Regions from separate parts of the Anas platyrhynchos genome. Here region 1 is linked to region 2. The links are chromatin contacts, called in public Hi-C maps. All regions are on one chromosome and are shown on one strand. Each heading gives the region's core, a stretch centred on a gene start, on an enhancer-like site or on the middle of the called end of the contact. The rest is flanking DNA. Distances are from core to core; before and after follow the strand shown.

Region 1 (5,053 bases), core at 2,152-4,651, 110 kb before region 2:
TTAATTGGCCTAGGTCTCCCATGGGCTTTGCAGACCTTAGCAGTGAATTATGGATCATACGTAAGTCCTACATTTGTTTGCATTACTTTTATTTATTTATACACATATCTGTTTTCTATCAAAGGCTTTTATATAGACTGGCTAGATCTATCAAAAAACAAAAACAAAACAAAACAAAACAAAAAAACACAACCCACACCACATTCTGTGGATTGGTTTTGAAGAAACAAGTAGTTTTGCTTTGTTTTGATTTGGGGGTAATGGCAATTACTTGTGAATATACATTCCATATCTCTTGGAGGACAGGTATTTCCATTTCTTCCTTAAAGGCAGCAGTCTGTGCTGAAATAAGCTAGCTCACTAGAGCATATGGTGTTTTTATGCACTTGAATATATTCCAAATAAGGAGAATGATACTGTTTTAATAAGATAGGGTAAATACATAGGTGGGATGTAAAGGATGAAGGAAGCCTCTAGGGCTTTTAGTAAGAAAAATGCTAGTGTTCCTAAGCCATTAACACACTGAAAGATGAAGGAAGCTGTTAAATAACTGGGCTATTTCAGAGCCTGACCATCATCAGGAAACACTGCAGAGCTTTTCTGTATGAGAAAATCTACCCAACACCAGTGAAACCTCCTGGTAGTTCCCAAATAATAAATCAGACAATCGCTATACACTAGGCTGTTGGAAGCTCCCTTCTGAGAGAGAAGAGCAAGAGATGCCATGAAATTCCAGAGGGAAGCTGCTGTTTTTATTGCTGTTAAGCTGGACCACTCTCATGTAGCAGTGTGGGAGAGATTCTTCTTTACTATAACTGAGTGATTGCAAAGTTAAGAATGTAGAATCACAGAATTGTTGGGGTTGACGGATACTTCTGGAAATTATCTAGTCCCCAAACCTCTGCTCAAAGAGTGGCCAGCTAGAACAGGACACTTAGGACCATGTCCATTTGTGTCTTTAATACCTCCAAGGTTAGAGAATCCAATGCCTCTCTCAGCAGCCTGTTCCAGTGCTTAACCACCTTCACTACCTTCATGGTTTAAAAAAAAAAAAAAAAAGAAAAAAAAAGATTTTAATGATTTCTTGTATTTTTCTTGTATTTTAAATTGTATGCATTTCCTATTGTCCTTGAATAGACAAAACTCAGAATAGTCTGGTTGCACCTTTTTTATACTCTTTCATCAGGTTTTTATACACACTGGTAAGATGCCTCTGAGTCTTCTCCAGGCCGAACAGTCCTTGCTCTCTCATTCTTTCTTTGTGCATCAGATGCTACAGTCCCTTAAATCATCCTTGCAACCCTTCACTAGACGCTCTCCAGTAAGTCTTTATCTTCCTTGTACTTGGGAGCTGAGAACTGGATCCAGCACAGCAAATGTGTCTCACTAATGTTGAGAAGAAAGGAAAGATCTCCTCCCTGCCTGCTGGCAGCACTTCTAATGCAGCCCAGAACGCTGTTGGTGCTCCTTGCCACAAGGGTCCATCATGGACTTGAACTTGGTGTCTACGGTCTTACTCTGCCAAGCTGCTTTCCAGCTGGTTGGCCCCAGTGCATACTGGTGTATGGGGTTGTTCCTTCCCACGTGCAGGACTTTTCATTTCCCTTTGTTGACATTTGTGAGGTTTCTGCCAGCCCACTTTCCCAGCCTGTTCAGGTACCTCTGAATGGCAACACAACCTTCTGGTGCATCAGCCACTCCTCCCAGTTTTGTGTTAGCTGTAAACTTGCTGAGGGTGCCCTTTGCCCCATCGTCCATGTCATTAATGAAGATGTGGTGCTGACCCTTGGGGTATACCACTAGGCTCTGGCTTCCAGCAGAACATTATGCTGCTGAACACAACCCTTTGAGCATAGAAGTTCACCTATTTATCAGTCCACTCCACCATCCATTTATTTAGTCTGTTCTTCTGTTTGTCTGTGAGAATCTATGAGAGGCAGTGTCAAAAGCCTCAAGTCAACACAAACACCATCTGTTATTCTCCCCTTGTCCAAGTCTACCTCAACCATCTTGCCATAAAAGGCTATCAGTCTGGGTAAATATGATTTTCCCTTCATAAATCTGTCTACTCCCAGTCACCTTCTCGTCCTTCATATGTTTAGAAATGTTTCCCAGAATTATTTGCTCCCTCCCCTTCTCAGGGATCAAGGTCAGGATGACTAGCATCTAGTTCCTTGGATCTCCCCCTTTCTCTTCTTGAATATAGGAATGACAAAAGGAAGCAATGCTTTAGGAATAAAATACTTTCCTCTAACAAGTAACTTACCTACTTATCCACAGCTCATCTATACTTGTTACATTTTTTTTTACTTGAAAAGAATGAAATCAAGTGACTGGACAGAAGCAGCCAGCTTTCATGGGGGCACAACAATGTCGCTACTGTTTTGCTCACCCAAAATGTTCATTGTACACTGTGATCACATGGCTAGAAAAAAAAGAGCCTTGGAAATAGCCCCACAATTACCAAAGAGTGTTCTCTTGGTTTTCGCTTACAGTTTTTATATCTCTCCAAATCCTTGAAAAAGTAGACTTTGAAACAAAACAGCACCCCCTCACACACACCCATACACAGTAATTATTGAGTTGCCACAAAAAGCTAGAATTCAGTCAGGTTTGGTATAGCCTGGTGCCAGCATTAAGAGCTGCAAGGTGTTGTTTATTATTCAGGGAGCCGCCTTGCTGATGTGCCCACACTGAGGTTGACAGGGGCAGCACACAGATTGCTTGTGCATCCTAAGCTTCTCAGGGGCAAGCCTTGGGCTGCTTGCATGGGCAAGGGCTGCTCAACAGGTTCACGGAGATCGCAAGGCTCAGGCCAGCTGGATGTGACTGTGCAAGTCTGAAGCACTGGGTGATCTCAGCAAATAATCACAATTTAATACTGCTCATTTGTTATTTGGAAGGATCCCAAATTTGTCTGTAGCATCGCTTCCAAAAGAGGAATTCCTCAAAGCCATCATGATTCTCCTGTCTTGTACTCTTGTATACAGAGTGAAACAGATTGCTAAAGGGAAAAAAAATAAAAAAATCCTTTCTTCTCCAGAATGTTTAATCCAAGAGAACTGTGGTGAAGTCAAAGTTAAGCTTTTGCTGAAAGTAAAGAGTAAATGCATTTTTATAGACAGGCTGTTAAGACAGTAATACCTTTTGTGTAAGTCATAAAAAGGTAGACTGCATCATTTCAAAGTTAAGCTCTAAAGCAGAGGAGCCTCCTTTAACCTTATTTTTCTAAAAGTCTACACACTCAGGGCTTTCTTGAACATCATACTCTGTAAAATCTCAATGTATCTCTTGTTTCAGGCTGCCTGATTCAGAATCCCTTGTGGCCAAATTGTGTTCCCTGTTATGCTGACATAAAGCCAGAACTCTGTTACCACATGTTACTGTGCTGAAAGGGAGAGCAGGATCTGTTCCCTTTTTCTTTCCCTTTGTCTGCGTGCTGTGGTGTGCACATGCACATCACAGTGTAGTGTCGTGTTTGTGCACATCCTGACCTTTCTCAGCCACATGCGGCAAAGTGGCTTCACACCATAACCAGACAAGCAGCTGCTCAGAACCAGGAAGAGATTTACGGGATCTCATTCTGAACATGGAGAGCAGTCTCATTGCTAATGGTGCTTGCAGCTGCTGTAGCACCCTTTGTTCAAACAGCTTGTGTTTGAGCCTTCCTTATGCTGCCCAAGGGCAGGTGGGGGTTTCAGAGCCCATTGTACAGATGGTGCATTTTGATTTGAGGCAAGCAGAGAGCTTTAGATGAGGTGCAGCCTGCAAGCTTGTAGCTGGTTGTGGCACATCGGTATGTTGAAAGCATTGTTCTGCAAAGGCCCAGTCACTGCCTAGTTCTGCCGTCTACCTCGCAGCTGTGACAAGAAGCCCCATGCAGAATCAGGACTTACTGTTTTGAGTGCAGGACTTACTGTTTTAAGTGCTCCAAGAGATTGTGGCTGGGGGGGGGGGGGGAAATACAGATTGTGATCTAATAGAAAAGATAGGAAAAGTGCCAGAGGCGACCTATTAAAGAGAGATTAATGGACTTGCTGGAGGTCACACAGCAGTGTGTGAACTGTGGGAACAGCAGTGTGTGAAGTGGCAGAACTGCAAATAGACTGTGAGTCCCCAGAGACACAACCTGGTGCTAGGTTGCTAAATTGCAATCATTTTAAATGCCTGTCCCAGTACTGACGGCTCCTTTCCCCAGACTGTTGTTATCGCGTGTCTCAGTGTATTATTCATTCTATTCTTCCTTTAGTATTAGAAGAAAGGAATGGACAACTTTCTTTTGTTTTTAAGGCTCCATCAGGAAGTATCTGATGACTGTTTTAGAGAACTAAGTTCCCTTTCTTCTGTTTTCCTACTTGAAATGAAACATTTTATGGGTAGCCCATGAGTGGAGACTGCAGAGCAGTCAGCCCCAGTCTGAACAGAGGGGCTGCCCTATGTTACGCCATGTGGGAAGCCAGCACACAGGGCAGCATTTTGCAAAATCAATGTCTCAAAACAGACAGACAATGGTCTCTGATGTGATTCTCCCTGCCTCCCCTGTGTGCATCAGTTACCAGGAACCAGATCTCTCAGTGTGATCATCAATGTACAATACTGGATTTTCATTCTTCTCCTTCCAGTGCTGACTGGAGTCAGGACAAACCCAAGAAACAGAATGCTCCATCTCATGCTTCTCCAGAAAAGTGTTAGTGTTTATGAGGAGAAGAAAAGATCCTCCCATGCCCTCGCCTTAAATTCAGGTGTCAGTACAACAGTTCTAGAACTGGACCAGGCCTCTGGCCTCTTTCCGCCAAAGGGCAGATCTGGACAGTCTCAAACAGCTTGCACATCAGATCCCTTCTGTTTCTCTGATGTCTAGTCTCTGATCCATCAGTATATTTATATTTTAAAGAGTCCTATTGTTTTCTGGACACCCATTGATGTTTAGGCAATAGTTCTGCCTTCCCTGTGTGCTTCCCACTGGAGCTTCCATCTCTGCTACTTGGAGGTCACTTGCTGCAGCTCTGACCTGATGTTACCTAGTGTAGCTCATCTAGCATGCCAGCAGGGC
Region 2 (4,738 bases), core at 1,970-4,469:
TGCCAGGAGAGTGTAGGAACTGAAATTCACTATTAATAAAACTCTGTTCATGTGATTATTTATCTTATAGTGATAATTTTGATGTGTGGCTTAAAGCAGCAGCATTAATAGTTAATAAAAGGAGGGGGTGTAACAGTTAATAAAAGGAGGGGGTGTATACATAGCACCTGTAGAATGTATCCGTGCACATTGGTTTGGTGGAAAATACTGTGACTGCTTCAACCAAATACAGGCTCAGTGTGAAATACATCCTGAGCTTGCAGCAGATACAAAGCCTGGCAAGATTTGAACCATAGGCTCAACCCAGATGAATCATTGAGCAACTCCTGCAAAGTGCTGAATGGCTTCATTTCCTTTTACAGGAAGGAAGGGTTAGCTGAGGGCAGTCTTTTGTCCCAGTAGATTTTTGAGTCATCTTTAATTTTAAAATGGATCCTCAGTAACTCAGGGTTAACACAAGACTCGCTAGGACTGTTTGGTGGGAGTTGGCAGCTAAGCTATACACTGGGGAAATATTGCATTGCTTTGCATTTCATTTTGCTGCAGTAGCTCTGACAGGGATTGGTTTTAGAGAGTAGACTAAAGTCTTCCACACTGCTCATCTGCAATGTTAGCTATTTAAATGGAAGTGTGAATTTTCATGGGAATACAGAGTAATGTTTAACTGTTTATTAGATAAATGTTTAGGGAAAAAGGACTGACTGGGATGCAAGGTGATGAAGATGGTCTCTCTGAGACCCCTGGAGGCCTTGAAAGGACCATTTAGGCAAGTTTTTTCCATAGAAGATTATCTCCATAGGCCATCATGGTTGTCCGGATGAACCACGCTCTTTGTCCTTGGTACTTGAAAGCACCGTGCTTTGCTTGCTCTTGAACCATCTCTGTGTGTTTTGTGTGTTGTTTCTTTAAGATAATGCCTTTGAAAGCTGAGGAGAGACTGATGGATCAGCTTCCAACTTTGTGGTGGTTGCATTTGGGATAAGTTATATACTATATACCAGATTAAGCTCACAGCTTCTGTAAGCAAAAGCTGGGCAGCGAAGTTGGGATTTTGATGGAGTTCTGGATGTCCACGTTCAAAGGTGCACTCCAGGAAGTCAGTCCTGCAATGCTGTGTACCCAAAAGATGCCTAAGAACTTCAAGGGGCCCATCTTGTTAAGCGTGAGCTTTAATTAAGCAACAAGAAGGCACAAAACATCCTGCTCTGAACAACAAGAGCCTTAGTTCCTGTCAGCACTCTTTCATGCTCTAGGCTCAGGAGAACTGTACAAGGCAGGTCAGCAGCACAGAGCCCAGCAAAGCACAGGAGGAAGAACTGGTGGTAAAAGATTTGAGACTGTTGTTAACCTGTTGGATTTCACATGCTAAGCATAAAGTTCCCTCTTTTGGTCTCTATTCTTATTTGGCCTGCAGTGGTGCTTACCTCGCACATCTTTGTAAGAGCCTATGTGCTAGGCATGCTGCAAGCAGGATGTGGAGTCATGGAGCAGGAAAAAACAGGGTCATTGCATGACTCCACAGAGAAGTATGTCTGTCCTTACATATGTTCTCTGGCAGCAGCCTATCGCCAGAGGCTGTTCCCTGTCTTCTGCCCTGTAGGCAATACCCCACCTGTCAGGCATGGACCTTGCCAAGGAGCATTTGGCATTCATGCAGTTGGGCCTACTTTTGCTCAACAATCAATGTAAGGTATCTTGGCACTAGAGGAAAAGAGGCTGTGTCAAGACTGGCAAATTTGAGCAAAGTCTGCCTTTGGTATTCTTCACTTGTTTCAGTGTGGTTGTTGTCCTCAAGGGCTTGTCTGGTTTCAGTCTTTTTAGTTTCTTGAACTGATGGGCTTTACTGTTGACTCAGTTTCACAAACATGCTGATGCTCTGCTGGGACAAGAGGCAGCAGCTGAAACTTACTGGTTTAGCACAGGTTTTCCACCCTGTGCTGTTCTGTGATGGCACATTCGGTCTATTTCTGTGCTGCTCAGTATCTAAAACCTCAGACAAACTGTCACCATTGCAAACACAGGGCTGCAGGCCAGCACTCATAAGGAGACACCAGCATTTGTTCTGCATAGCTAAAGACTATGTTGCACCCAATGCAGCAAAAAGCAAGCTGTCTTTTCATTTGTAGTTTTGTTTGCTCACTTTAAGAGGAAACAAAATGGAAAATTTCTGTTGTTGTTGTAAGTGGTTGTCAGCTGGTGTAGATCAGCATAATTCTGTCCTATTTAATGGAGTGAATTAATACCAGCTGAGAACCTAGGCTTATTCCTCCTGATTGAGATGCTAGTAATTGGTTTATACTCATTTTAGCCTCAAATTGCTAAGGATTGCTGTGTTAGTCTCTGTTCCTTTCTGTGATGCTCAGCTTATTTTAAGCCTAATTCTCTGGTCTGATTTGAAGCTATGCATTGGTCATGAAATATTTAAATGAGCAAGAGCAGCATCAGGAGTATAGCATACAGTTATGTCTGGTAGTGCTTCTAGAGGCTCACTAGGATGTTTTTTTCTTGACTTGATAAAAGCTTGTCTGAATTTCTTATTACTTGAAGCTGTTTGTGTTGAGCTGAATGTTTTGAAAGTCCTCTGCATGCTTTTTTTGCATTCTGACCTTAACACAATGATGATTTTTAGACTTCTGGAGCTCTCCGGCTAACAGCAACCCCCCGGATCCTTCACCTCCCCGTAGGCCTGTGCCTTTAGACAGTGCTTGCAAAGGCTCACGTCAGCTCTGCCTTATAAATGGAGTGCATTCTATACGAACCAGAACGCCTTCAGAGTTGGAGTGCAGCCAGACCAACGGAGCGCTGTGTTTCATTAATCCACTCTTCTTAAAAGTGCACAGCCAGGATGTCAGTGGAAGCCTGAAAAGGCAGAGCCTGAGATCTCAGGACTTGAATGGCACTGAGAGGCCTCGCTCTCCCCCACCCCGGCCACCACCTCCTTCTATTAATAGTATCCTCACGAGTCCACAGCTTTCCAGGACTATAAAGCAGGCAAGCATGCCAGAAACAGTCAACCATAAGAAAGAGAGAGACTTGGATTTGCTGCAGAATAAACCAGCCCCTATTCCGCCTCCCCGGCTAAAGAAGCAGGCTGTTTGTGTGGAGGTGGAAGGTAGCCCAAAGACCGCAGCAGTAATTCGACCTGTCTGCAGCTCTGTGCCTGTCCCTGAAGCTGCTGGTGTTCCGGGCGAAACCCCGCCTGAGCCGGCTCTAGCAGTCTCCAAGAAGAGTGTAGCTACCAGCTCTGAGTCATACACACCCCGGAATGGAGGCAGACAGAGGCTGAGCGACATGAGCATTTCCACCTCCTCGTCAGACTCGCTGGACTTCGATCGGAGCATGCCGTTGTTTGGCTATGAGGGTGACACTAACAGCAGCCTGGAGGATTTTGAGGGGGAAAGCGACCAAGAGAGCATGGCACCTCCGCTGAAGCCCAAGAAGAAAAGAAACAGTTCGTTTGTTCTCCCCAAGATTGTGAAATCTCAGCTACGGAAAGTTAGTGGAGTTTTCAGTTCCTTCATGACCCCCGAAAAGAGGATGATTAAGAAGATTGCAGAGATGTCCCAAGATAAACGCACTTATTTTGGGTGCCTAGTGCAAGACTATATCAGCTTTCTCCAGGAAAATAAGGAGTGCCACGTTTCGAGCACCGATATGCTGCAAACGATTCGGCAGTTCATGACCCAAGTCAAGAATTATTTGTCCCAAAGCTCTGAACTTGATCCTCCAATCGAATCACTGATTCCAGAGGACCAAATAGGTAAGGAACATTGTGCTGTATTTTGGGGGAAGGTAAAAATGTATAATCTATGTTTATAGTGATGGGTTTTGTGCTGGTCTGGGAAAGTGATGTTGACTTTGCTAGCAGAATTCAAGCTGGTGAGTATTTGATTTTTTTTTTTGGGGGGGAGGGGGGGGAGGGGGAGAAGGTGGAAAAAAGCCGCACAGCATAGCAACTCAGAACTATGCTACAAAGTTATTTATAAAAAATAAAAAAATTCTTAAAATAACAACAGTAGTTGTTGAACTTTTTACCCATGATTTTTTTTTTTTAAATCTGCAGTACTGTTAATGATACAAAATCCCTTATTTGCTGGTGCATGTATTTTTTTTTTTCTCAGTTGGGTTCGTACATTTCTAGATGCCTTGGACCAAAACTATGGCAATTTTAACTATATGTTAAGTATGCATTGTAGCCATGCAAGAATTTATTAGAAACTAGTGATGGTTAAGAGCAGAGAGGCATTTTGTAGCAATTTACTTTGAAAATAAATTTAATTCATCCCAACAGTCTCATGCACCCCTAGCAAAGATGCACTGTCCTCACAGTTGATGCCAACTAAAAAGTTAGATAAAAAAAAAAAGAGGGGGGGGGGTTGCCAATCTCAGGATTTCTATACCTCTCTGTTGCATGTATGTGTTTATAAATGGTTGCAGATGAGCTATAGGCTTGAATACATGCTTTATCAACAGGGAGAGACTTGCATATCCACTAAAGTGAAATCGTTGTTGCTGCATAAAATCTCACTGTCTCCCTGTCTTGTTGAGTTAAGCAGTATTTGTAAAAGAGCCTGTAAGCCATTTTAAGGAGGTAAACATCCCTCAAGGCAAAATACTTTCCTTGTGAGCTCACTTAGTCCAAATTTGCTTGTTTTTCTGCTATAACCCAGTGTCCCAACAGTTCACCCAGTGCAAAACTGGCAGGATACCTCTTTCTCTGGGAGCAGAGGGTGTTTTT

What was found. Hi-C and Micro-C count contacts between places; a contact is called where the count stands out from the background.
Region 1: a Hi-C map of liver shows a contact between it and region 2, with 2.8 times the contacts expected there. The contact joins two enhancer-like sites.

What each region holds. Positions count from the first base shown.
Region 1 is chr3:2,639,244-2,644,296 of IASCAAS_PekinDuck_T2T, reverse strand. It overlaps LOC101793955 (sodium/potassium/calcium exchanger 3), which reads left to right. Exons shown (of 26, transcript XM_027453145.3): 15 at 1-60. Among named protein-coding and RNA genes, the nearest start is that of CFAP61, 250 kb to the left of the region's middle. Within about 2 kb of position 3,401, at least 1 of the 8 cell types and tissues checked has an H3K27ac peak or open chromatin away from gene starts, as enhancers often do.
Region 2 is chr3:2,527,957-2,532,694 of IASCAAS_PekinDuck_T2T, reverse strand. It overlaps LOC101793955 (sodium/potassium/calcium exchanger 3), which reads left to right. Exons shown (of 26, transcript XM_027453145.3): 22 at 2,630-3,760. Among named protein-coding and RNA genes, the nearest start is that of CFAP61, 360 kb to the left of the region's middle. Within about 2 kb of position 3,219, at least 6 of the 8 cell types and tissues checked have an H3K27ac peak or open chromatin away from gene starts, as enhancers often do.